2 separate regions of the Mus musculus genome follow, and region 1 is linked to region 2. A link is a contact called in public Micro-C data. All regions are on one chromosome and are shown on one strand. Each heading gives the region's core, a stretch centred on a gene start, on an enhancer-like site or on the middle of the called end of the contact. The rest is flanking DNA. Distances are from core to core; before and after follow the strand shown.

Evidence for each region. Hi-C and Micro-C count contacts between places; a contact is called where the count stands out from the background.
Region 1: a contact with region 2 is called in a Micro-C map of the HL-1 cell line, with 4 times the contacts expected there. The contact joins two enhancer-like sites. A contact is called at or near these places in 11 of 484 Hi-C or Micro-C datasets (the AML12 cell line, the HL-1 cell line, adipose-derived mesenchymal stem cells and 6 more).

Annotation. Positions count from the first base shown.
Region 1 is chr8:31,517,112-31,523,415 of GRCm38.p6, reverse strand. No RefSeq gene overlaps it. Among named protein-coding and RNA genes, the nearest start is that of 7420700N18Rik, 150 kb to the right of the region's middle. Within about 2 kb of position 4,860, at least 12 of the 459 cell types and tissues checked have an H3K27ac peak or open chromatin away from gene starts, as enhancers often do. A contact at or near this core is called in the HL-1 cell line, where this site is marked.
Region 2 is chr8:31,211,834-31,217,819 of GRCm38.p6, reverse strand. All of the region lies in intron 3 of Fut10 (fucosyltransferase 10), which reads right to left. It also overlaps the pseudogene Gm8051. Among named protein-coding and RNA genes, the nearest start is that of Fut10, 27 kb to the right of the region's middle. Within about 2 kb of position 3,684, at least 4 of the 459 cell types and tissues checked have an H3K27ac peak or open chromatin away from gene starts, as enhancers often do. A contact at or near this core is called in the HL-1 cell line, where this site is marked.

The DNA of each region.
Region 1 (6,304 bases), core at 3,611-6,110, 300 kb before region 2:
AGATGTCCCCACAGAGTGATAAGGGGAAACCCGGAGTCTTTTATGACTCCTTCGATGCTGATCTTCTGTTGAGTAAGCCCTGTACTTCCTTTCTCTTTGAGCTCCTTCAACTGAGATCTCCCTGCAGTATGAAGCATTTCATGATGTAACATTTCCAGCCAGATGCTAAAAACAAGCTTCAGTCAAAACTGATAATAACAGGGGAGGGGAGAGAAGAATGATTGAAATACATACCTCTACCACTTGGTACTCTTTACTAAAATCCCCACCATAGGGGCTACATCATTCTGTCTACAAATAAATATCAACTTCCTAACATTTCTAGGGTTGTCATATATTGGGATATATTCATATAAACATTTTATTCACAATTTATCAAAAAAATCCAAATTTAACTTGGACATCCAAGGTTACTCTTTGCTAAGCCTTGCCATTTGAGCACCTGCCCTATGCTAAGCTCTCAGGATTCAACCTTTCTTTCAAGGACCAAATCTCCTTCAAAGCCCCCCATGATCCCACTATACAGACTTGGTGGAAATCCTCTGCCTCTGAGATTTTGATGAGATTCTGTCTCCTATGACTTAGGAAATTGGCGCCTGAGTAGGTTAGGGCTTTCCCAAAGGCAAAGCTGGGGCTCTTTCCCACAATCAGGCTTGTCTGAGTTCATTTTGTCTCCTGATCCTGGATCCTCTTTAAAGATGAAATGGGATTTCAAATTTTATTGTTGGGTTTGGTAAGAAAAGGGGGGGAGGAGCTTATAATATAAATAGTCAAATTTCTAATTTTGTAAGGAAGAAAAGTCACAGTTTGGTCAGCTAATTTTAGGTTGGAAGAACATTTTTGAATAAGAGAAGGAATTATCTCCCAAATCTTCTCCAAATTTATACAAAAAAAATATAGAACTATTCTTATATAAAGGCTATATAGTCTATACATGTGAGATACCATATGTAGCTTATCACATATAGCTGGTTTGGAGTAGAGTTCAAAGTTATATCATGGCTTGTTATGACTGAATCTTTTGAGGAAAGCCCCTCTCCTCTTGTTTTTATGACATCGCCTGTGTTAACATTCTGGCGCTGGCTAACAAATTCTCCACCTGTGATAAAAGCTTCACTTGACATTTTATGGTGACATGCCACTGAAGGACTTAAAGCGGACACCATAGAGTTTCCAACTAGCTTTCTCTAGAGGCTGCTACACATTTCCAAGTTAAAGAGTAGCTGTGGCGAAGACACAGATTTTTATCTGTAAAGTTTTCCTTTTTACCTAAAACTCCCATCTTACAGTGTTGGTCCAAAGGTATTTCTAACATTGAAGAAGACAGAGACTAAGTTAATCTCCATAGATAGTTTTCATGCAGAAAGGACTCCCTTCAGTCTTTCCTCGTGTTTATATTCAGCCAATTACCACAAACGAAATAAATTTTACTTTAAGAAAAATAATCCATCTATTTCTAGAGCATTGGATGATTTTTTTAAACAGTGCATGAGATTCCATTTTCAATATCAATTGGATAAATTTAACTGATCTTTGGAATTTCTTTGAACAGAAAATGACGCAAAAGCCCAGCTCTTAGATCTAAGCATCCTCATGTGTGAAAATCCAGGTAAAGTGTGCCAGGTCCCACCAAAGCCCACCAAGCTTAGAGTCGACCTGGCTGTGTTGTCAGCGAATGATCCTTTTGTGAGAAGACACACAATGGTGTCAAATCACAGAATCACAAGAACAGCCCCTCAGTCTGCCCTCAGCTCAGTCAGGAAAAGTGTGGAAAACTAAATTTTAAAATAATAACAATAAACAGGATTTTAGACCCAGAGTGTTCACTTTTCCAACTCTTCAAATTTCTGAAGTCATTCTTTGTTCTCTCCAAGCTACCTGCAAACCTGTTCTCAAAGACAAGATTTGTCACTTGTTAGAAAAGATGTTATTTGATAGCACATACTTTGCTGGGCTGGGTTATTTTAAAAAAATATATAATAATTCCATTGTATGCTATCCTTATCAGCACAGGAGAGACTCTTTTCTTACAGCAAGTACTTCTGTGTTTGAAATGTTAGAACTGCTAAGTACACCCTTAATGCTTCAAGCTACCAGATGCTAGAGCCTGCCTTACCTGCCCAGGCATGTTGTCTGAATTGAGGTCACAGTTTGGCAAATAACATTCCACACATTTTTTCTCTCCTACTGAATTAAAAGGGGCAGCTTGAGTTTCTCTGAATGCCATTGGTTAAGAAGTCTGACTCAGACACCTAGAGAGCTCTCCAGAGCCAGAATGGAGTGACTCGCTACTCACATGACTGGTGGGAGGTAGAAAGCCATCTCTCCTACCATTCTGTACCCTGGCCACGTTAGCCAGCATGAGTCAACTCTTGAAACCTGAAGGTGAATGTTCTACTTGACCTTTGATTTGGGGAGAGTGGCATGACTTCAAATGCTGTCTGTTTATTAATTAACAGAGAGGACTGAATTCCACAATCTGGGAAGTAACATTTGAAACTTTTTTTTTTAATTCACTTTACATCCTGATCACTGCCCACCTCTGGTCAGCCCCTTCCACAATCCTTCCACCATCCCCTTCCCCTCTAAGTGAATACTGCACCCACCCCCCACCCCCGTAACCCCCTACCCCGGGCACTTTGAGTCTCTGCAGGGCTAGACACAATCTCTCTCACTGTACCTAGACAAGACAGCCTAGCTAGTAGAACATATCCCACCCGCCGACAGGCAACAGCTTTTGGGAGAGCCCCTGCTCCAGTTGCTACACATGTGCAAGAAGGCCTAGGTCCAGCCTATGTATCCTCTCTGGTTAGTAGTTCAGTCCCTGGGAACCCTAAAGGTCTAGGTTAGTTGACTGTTAGTCTTCCTGTGAGTACCCCTTGGGGCCCACAGTCCTTTCTACTTGAAACCAAAACTTTAACAGAGTAAAACTTTCCTAATTCTCTTATATAGCCTGACTTGTTTGAGTTTTTCTTTACTTTGGATGAGATTAAGATATGTTATGGCTTGAGGTTTTGGTTTTTTTTCTTCTTCTTTCCCAAGACTTACTGGCCATTTGAAAGTAATTTTTTTTTCTTTATCAGACACATATTTAGAAAAATCATTAAATAATTACTAATGGAAAGTCTATTTCACACTTGTGAAGCGATTCCTTTGAAAGCTATTGTGCTGTAAATCATTTCAAATCTGTGATAACCAGAATCTAAAAAGAATGACTATGTGAGGTGCTCACCTAGGTACCGTCTTTCTCAAGAAAATAAATAAAGGATAATATCATTCTTTCATATACAGATGTTTGACTTACATGGAAGATTCTCCTATTAAGACTATTATGAGCTCAACGATGCAGGTAACACTTCAACCATGCATTCTTAGGAAAGCAACACAATTCATGGTGGAATATTGATAGCTTACCCTCAGGATGGCATGGCTGACTGTAGCTCACTGCTGTTGCCCAAGACAAGGGTATCAAAGAATATATTACAAGCCCAGGAAAAGGTCAAAATTCAAAGTATAATTTCCCTGAACGACTAATCCCTTTAGCATGACCATAAAGCACAAAACTTTAAGTTGAACCATATGTTGAACCATTAATACCATAGGAATGAGCAAAACTGAAGGAAATAGGAAGAGAAATGTTAGGATAAATTATGTTATTGGAAGGAAAATAGAACTGGTTGAAAACTGTTGAAGGTGGGTAAACACGGCCCTCATGAAAGCATCAGCATGTCTGGGGTCCAAGATGAGTTAGTTTATGTCATAAGAATCAAAAGCAAATGAGTTTATTCTTACTTCCTAAATTGTATGCAAGTATTTTTGCCTCCAACAGTCGCCCCCAAAAGACAACCGAATAAGAAAACTGTCATTTAAACCCAAAATGATTTTGTCATTGCCATCCTATCCAACCTCCTTTCAAAGCCACGCTTAATCCTGCTTGTTGACACGTGCATTTAAGTTCTCCTGGAGTCACTCATGAAGACGTTGTGTAATTCAGTTTGGTAAAAAGGATTTTTAGTTATTTATGTAAAACATGATTGACATTTTATTGTAAGACCTTGTTCTTTTGCTAGAGTTCGACACTTACCATGCTTACAGGAGGGATTGCTTTCAAGGCTGTCCTTAAATAGGGTTTTTTGTTGCTTCCTTTTAGCATAATTGTTGCACTTGTTGCTACATTTAACATGTACCCGAACAAATGGGATTAGCAACTTTCTTGATGGTGTTCTTTTTAGTGATGGCCATTCACTAACATCTTTCTTTAGTTAACTAGTATTTAACTGGTGACTAAATATTCAGTTAAAATAATTCTGATAGGCTCATAATGCCATCTAGTGGACAATCTTTAAAATACCACCCCCTGCCCCCCACCCCCAGCCATTTTAATTTTCTAATCATCAATATGCTCTTTAATCTGGACAATGGCTTCATTTAGAAGGATGGGTTAGGATCCCTAAACTCTCTGACAAGTCTATGTAGCATTTCTAACATTGATACCATCCTAAGGGAAAGAAACACACAGCATCAAGTACTTCTGGTTCCTCATCTGTTCAATGGTGTCACCAATGCTGTTAGGAAGTTACAAAGTAGGAATCCAATGTGCAATGTTCGTGTTCGTTGGTTCTCTGATCACCATGGTTTTATATAGAAGTCTTTTATAGCTACTTTGTGATGGTAGAGAAGTGCCATCATGCTCTCTATGGGAGAATTAAGGTTAATGAGAACACAATGGCACTGTCAGCCAAGAACCTGCAGAATGCCCAAACTCAGCCATGGTTTCTCAAAGGTAAAAGTCCTGGCCTTGGCTGTCCACAGACTGGTAGTGATACCTCGTGAGGTAGGAGAGCTTCTCTCAAAGGCACAGATGACTGAACATACGCTCACATGTTAATGTGACTCACAACTTCAGTATGTGTATCTCAACAGATGCTAGGAAACACGTCCTAAAATTCAACACTTGTTTTTTGAGTAGGCAGCAAAATGATGACGTCATAAGCATGTAGACAAGAACACTGCCGTAATTATAAAGCCCCGTGATGTCATCAAATTACTTCCAGTAAGATGGAGCGCATTTCTGCCATTATCACCATTAATTCAGCCCACGTACCTGCATTCTGATATGATATAGATTTACTGTGCTGGACAGATGGTAAAATGGTTAAGAATGCTTGCTGTACTGCATAAGACATGGAATTGGATCACAACATCCAAGTCAAGTGATTGTCCAGCACCAGGGCATCCCAGGCCTTTCCTGACCTCCACAAGCACTTAGATCTGTACCCATTCACACACACACACACACACACACACACACACAAGAATATAAGAAAATAGATCGTTAAAGAACACATAGACTTAATAGACATAATGATTATTGGACAAAAGTAACCTGAAAAACCTGTAAACATTAAGAGCTTATACAGTAGATAGAAATATATATAAATATATATGTATGTGTGTATATATATAAATAATGCTCTATGAAGTAGGAAAAAGAAAAAAGAAAAAGTAATTAGAAATAGCTGAAAATATTTACAAATAAGGCAAATCAGAAATACACAGGTTTTATGAGTAAGAGTTGAATTTTATTGAATGGCTCTTATGATCTATTAAGATGACTATCATATATATATATCATATATATATGCCTGTTACCTAAGCACATGCAATTTTAAAGTTAAATGTTATGAAAACTGAAAATGAGTCAGAAATATTTCCAACAATATATTTGAAATGCTCTCTTAAATAAACCTTCATTTACATGCCAAACTTGGTTCAATTTCTTTGTTGCTTCTTAATTGATATTCTCATTATTCAGGACATGTGTCTCACCTAGAGTAATACATAAATTATGGTTATTACCTTATTAACTTTTAAATTATTTTCTGCACTTTTGTGAGACCGAGAGACATGAGAATATGAACTCTGTTTTTCTAAGCAAGGACATGTTTTAGAAAGCAATATGCTTAATAAATACTAATTAGCAATGGGACAATTGAGGCAGATCCTCCAGTAATCATCGCCTCACTGAAACCCAGATCTAAGCAGCTAATTGGCCACCAAATGACCAAGTAGAGAACACATTGCCTGGGTTCAATGAGTACAGCAAAGAAGGAAACTGCATCAAAGAAGGGGTTGCCCATGTTATCCTTTTTCCAGCTATAAGCAATATGATGTGATAGAAGATGTCTCCTGCTTTAGGGATGAAAAAGGAATTAAATCTAGACCTTACACTTGAATTCCAGGATCTGGCCTGCTACAGTGAGTGCCAAGCAGAGACCCATGTCCCCTGCCTCTTGTACAGTGA
Region 2 (5,986 bases), core at 2,435-4,934:
TGCCTTTGTATCTGTCAGGCTCTGGCTGAGCCTCTCAGGAGACAGCCACATCAGGCTCCTGTCAACGTGCACTTGTTGGCATCCACAATAGTGTCTGGGTTTGGTGACTGAATATGGGATGGATTCCCAGGTGGGTTTTAAATGGCATCCTGTCATGGATAGAGAAGAGACTAAAAAGGCCCAAGGCTTCCCCAATTTCTTATAGGCAGTAGCCTAGATGAAGGGGTTCCTAAGGTGCCAAACCTCCCTGAAGAGTACTGGAGGTTAAAAGTTGCAGAGGGAAAGGAAGCCATTTGCTCCTGTAGTGTAGTGTAGTCCTGTAAGGTGGCCATGCTCCTACAAATAGCCTCTCACTTTCTATTGTATAACCAACCCTAACGAAGCTCTTAGGCCACACTTCCATCCAAGGAGGAGGAGGAGGGAGGGAGGGGGATGAGCTGCAATGGTGCATGGTGGCACACAACTGCAATCCCAGCATTTGGGAGATGGAAGAGAATCCCTAGTTCAAGACCATCCTCAGCCATACAGAGAATCTGAGGTAGCCTGGGTACATGAGATCTTGTCTAAAAACCAAAAAGAAAAAGGTGAGAGAGAGAAGACACACAAACATAAATTCCAGAGGACAGTTTTGGGATCAGTAATTATAAAAGGAAAGAACTACCATTTTTATTTTTATTGTTCCAGAGACAGAGCCTTCCTTCCTACATTGCCTTGAATTGCATCACAATCCTGATGCTTCAGCCTCCTGAGTTCTGGGATTATGGGCAAGGGCCACCACACTAGGAACAGTTTTTTGTTTTGTTGTGTTTATTTGTTTGTTTTATTTTTAAACAAAGATAAAGTTTGAATGAAATAAGGAGAGAGTGGTGAGTATATGAATCAGACACTGACAGATGAACACTGTAGTCCCCGCACTGGATCCATAGTCCAATTTCCCAAGAGAGAGAGAGAGAGAGAGAGAGAGAGAGAGAGAGAGAGAGAGACAGAGAGAGACAGAGAGAGAGAGAGACAGAGAGAGAGAGAGAGAGAGAGAGAGAGAGGAAGGAAGGAAGGAAGGAAGGAAGGAAGGAAGGAAGGAAGGAAGGAAGAGGAGAGGAAGGGAGGGGAAGAGGAAGAAAGAAGAAGAAGAAGAGGAAGAAGAAGAGGAAGAAGAAGAAGAAGAGGAGGAAGAAGAAGAGGAAGAAGAAGAAGAGGAGGAGGAAGAGGAGGAAGAAGAAGAAGAAGAAGAAGAAGAAGAAGAGGAGGAGGAGGAGGAGGAGGAGGAGGAGGAGGAGGAGGAGGAGGAGGAGGAGGAGGAGGAGAAGGAGAAGGAAGAGAAGAGAAGAGAAGAGAAGAGAAGAGAAGAGAAGAGAAGAGAAGAGAAGAGAAGAGAATCCCTCAACAAAACTAAAAGAAGACTGCCACAAGAACAGAATGCCAACTTTAACAACAAAAATAACAGGAAGCAACAATTACTTTTCCTTAATATCTCTTAATATCAATGGTCTCAACTCCCCAATAAAAAGACATAGACTAACAAACTGGCTACACAAACAAGACCCAACATTTTGCTGCTTACAGGAAACTCATCTCAGAGAAAAAGATAGACACTACTACCTCAGAATGAAAGGCTGGAAAACAATTTTCCAAGCAAATGGTATGAAGAAACAAGCTGGAGTAGCCATCCTAATATCTGATAAGATTGACTTCCAACCCAAAGTCATCAAAAAAGACAAGGAGGGGCACTTCATACTCATCAAAGGTAAAATCCTCCAAGAGGAACTCTCAATTCTGAATATCTATGCTCCAAATACAAGGGCAGCCACATTCATTAAAGAAACTTTAGTAAAGCTCAAAGCACACATTGCACCTCACACAATAATAGTGGGAGACTTCAACACACCACTTTCACCAATGGACAGATCATGGAAACAGAAACTAAACAGGGACACAGTGAAACTAACAGAAGTGATGAAACAAATGGATCTGACAGATATCTACAGAACATTTTATCCTAAAACAAAAGGATATACCTTCTTCTCAGCACCTCATGGTACCTTCTCTAAAATTGACCACATAATTGGTCACAAAACAAGCCTCAACATATACAAAAATATTGAAATTGTCCCATGCATCCTATCAGATCACCATGGACTAAGGCTGATCTTCAATAACAAAATAAATAATAGAAAGCCAACATTCACGTGGAAACTGAACAACACTCTTCTCAATGATACCTTGGTCAAGGAAGGAATAAAGAAAGAAATTAAGGACTTTTTGGAGTTTAATGAAAATGAAGCCACAACATACCCAAACTTATGGGACACAATGAAAGCATTCCTAAGAGGGAAACTCATAGCTCTGAGTGCCTCCAAAAAGAGAAGAGAGAAGAGAAAAATAAAAAAGAAAGATGGAGCAGGCGCCAGGATGACCACCAGGGGGCGCGCGGACGGTTCTAAGTTCCTGTCCCTTTGTTGGTACTTTGAATATGTCCGGGATGGCCCTCAGCCGACTTGTGCAGGAAAGGAAACCTTGGAGTTTCCACACTTTTGGCTTTGTGGCTGTCTCGACAAGGAACTCTGATGGTACGATGAACCTGATGAACTGGGAGTGTGCTATCCCTGGAAAGAAGGGGACTCCGTGGGAAGGAGGCTTGTTCAAACTAAGTAGGCTTTTCAAAGATGACTATCCGTCCTCACCACCAAAAATGTAAATTTGAACCACCACTGTTTTCATCCGAACGTGCATCCTTCTGGCACAGTATGCCTGTCTGTCCTGGAGGAAGACAAGGACTGGGAGCCAGCTATCACCATCAGACAGATCTTAAGAATACAAGAACTTCTAAATGAACCAAATATTCAAGACCCAGCTCAAGCAGAGACCTACACAATTTACTGCCAAAGCAGGGTGGAATATAAGTAAAGGGTCCGAGCACAAGCAAAGACGTTTGCCCCCTCATAAGCCGGGGCCCTGGGCTCCATGACGAGGAAGAGATTGGCTTACCAAGAACTGGTTTACAACCTTTTGCAGCTAAGTCCATCCGTACAGTTACTAGTCATCTGGGAGGGTTAAGCGGGCGCAATTTTGCATTTCCGCCATTGGCATATCCAGTCTTTTGTGGTTTTGATTATTAAGTAAAACTTGTTTTTATTTTAATAGTGATGTCAGTATTTCAAGTGCTGTAAAGGGATAAACTTTTGTGCTTGGTAAGCCCCTAGCAGCTAGTTTCTTCCAGTTGTGCTGGGACGCAGGCATGCTTCCCACTGTTCAGAGCTCTGGCTTCTATCTGGCTGTGTGACAGAACCACACTGCCTCTCCTTCCCTACCCTCGCCCTTTTCAGAAACCTGGGCTGTTGCTTATGAGCCTCAGATCTAAAGTTGGCCAGCATCTCCACCCTGCACGACTTCCTTTGTGTTTATATGGCATTCTGTCTGTGTTGCCCTTTAGAGTAAATAAATTGTTTATGTAAAGGTTTAAAAAAAGATAAAGTTTGACTTTGAACATTAGATCTAAATATTAACTAGATAGAATTATCAAAATTCTCATCCTAAAATACTTCTGGTAGCATAGACACTAACACTTTTTATTCCTTTGTGTGATAAAATGAAGCTTTAAAGAGTGATGCAAGAACACTTTCAAACATAACTGGAAGAATAGAAATCCTTGCTCCCTGACCAGCGTTAACCCGTGCATACTGCCCTCTAGTGTCACCTCCTGGGAAAACACCCTGAAATTTGTGTATGAAGCTCACTTACCAGATCCTCCATCATCTCCATGTGCTCCGTTTCCTAATTCTAGGTCCCAGAATTTGACTAGAATAATTTCTTTGACAGTATATCTTCACTGTGGTCTCTTCCAAAAGGTTTCACTAAAGCATCCTGAAAATTAGCTAACTGGGAGAGAAATGTGTTCTAAGTCCCCAGCAAATACTCCTTCGGTTGGAGAGCAGAGCCCTTTTGCCGTTCTCAGCTCCTTGTGAATCGACAGGTGTTTTCCAAACTAAAAGCAGAGTAGGAGAGAAACTTAACATGACTCAGGGCATGTGCACAGAGAACGGAAGGTGCCGGTGGCAGCAGCCACTTCCACGGCTATACTGACATCTGCAGGCATCTGAAGAGCAGCTTGCTGTCACCGTTAGTAACTGCTTGATCAAATCTACCTAATAAAAACAAGGCAACACAGATACTATCCCGCAGGTGATAATGGGAAGGGGTCACAGACAAGTCATTCCTGCGGGTGAAAATGGATAGTAACAGGCCACACTAGTGCAAAGAAGGACAAAGACGGTGTTAACGACAGATTTACCACTAGCGTCTGTGAAATTCTTCAGCATGATTTAGTACTTGATAGAGTCACATATCTCTCCCTTGCCAAAAGCACTTGCCCGTGCTCAGTTCTCAGCTGCTAAGGTAACAGAGACAGTGCTGGGCACTGCCCTCAACTCTGCTGGCTTTCTATCTTTTGAGATGATGCTCTTCCATCCCAGGCCACAGACCTCCTAGCCACACGGGCTCTGTGGACAGTGAAGTCAGGGACCTGGGCTAGGGTGCTCAGGCATAGCAAGCCAAAGCCTACAGTGTAATATGTGCAGTGAGTGCAGGGGACACAGTGAGGGCATTGGGTACTGAGGGGCAGGAGAGACAGACAGTGAGAACAATGGGCCCAGTGGGCACAGTGGGTGCAGTGTGCAGTGAGCGCAGAGGGTACAAAGGGGTACAGTGGGTGTAGTAGGGTCAGTGGGCTCAATGGAGGCAGTGTGTGCAGTGGCTGCAGGGAGTGTAGGGCTACAGTGAGTGCAGTAGGTGCAGTGGGTTCAGTGGGGCAGCGGGGACAGTAGGAGCAGTGGAGGCAGAGGGCACCGTTAATGCAGTGGATGAAGTAGTGGGAGCAGTGAGTGCAGAGGGTGCAAGGGGATAGAGTGGGTATAGTGGGGTCAGTGGGCACAGTGCGTGCAGCGGAGGCAGTGGGTGCAGTAGAGGCAATGGGTGCAGTGGGCACAGTGGGGGCAGTGGGAACAGTGGGCATAGCAGGTGCAGTGGGCTCAGTAGATGCAGTGAGAGCAGTGGGCACAGTGCATGCAGTGGAGGCAGTGGGCACACAGGAAGCAGTGGGTGCAGTGTGCGCAGTGGGTGTAGCAGGCACAGTGCCTGCAGTGGAGACCATGGAGACAGTGAAGGCAATAGAGGTACTGGGGGTATGGAGGGTGGGCGTAAGAGCAAGCTCTCCTGAGGGGACTCTCTCCAGAGGACCTCACAGAAACTCGGAATAATTCTAAAGCTGGTTCCTGAGCTGTGAGCTGATAACTCCTTTCTCTACACGGGGAGCCACTCTGACCAAGAAACCCTCCCAAAATGTTTGCTTGTTTCCATATAAAATCAAGAGGAAGGTCCTGACAGAGTTCCCTTTACAGGCCAGCCACACAGAGTGTGGATATCAACCTAAATACTTCCCAGAAACCAACACACACATAATTAGGGTAACCGTTTCCAGCGCAGCTTTTCTGTGTGTGGTGCTGGGGGTGGAACCCAGAGCCCTCAAGTGAGCCAAGCTGAACTCTCCACCTCCCTCATAAAAATGTTAGTCCTCGTGTAACACAGGAGTAAAAAGAGACCATGCTCTCCTTACACAAGAAGAAGCTTTAAAAAATGTGGGGGGAGTCTCCGTGTCTTCTGAGTACATATCAGAAAGACAGATTTGTAAACCACGAGGCTAAGGTTAAAATTCAGATTAGCCGCCTGATGAATGGCCGACACTTACGACTGTAACCCGCAGAGCAGAATACATCCACCTTTCAAATGCGTTAAAGTGTAATCTTACCAGACAGACTTTGTTGTGTCTGTGACACAGGGCACTTTGGAAATGTTACTTCCTACCCTTCTCCTTCTTCCTCGTGTCTCAAGGTCCAGCCTGTGAGTCTCAAATCTCGTGGAGGGACAGAATTGCCACTCTCTATGTACTGTGAGCTCCCAGAGGAAAAGAAGCTGCTGGCCAGAACACAGCGGCTCC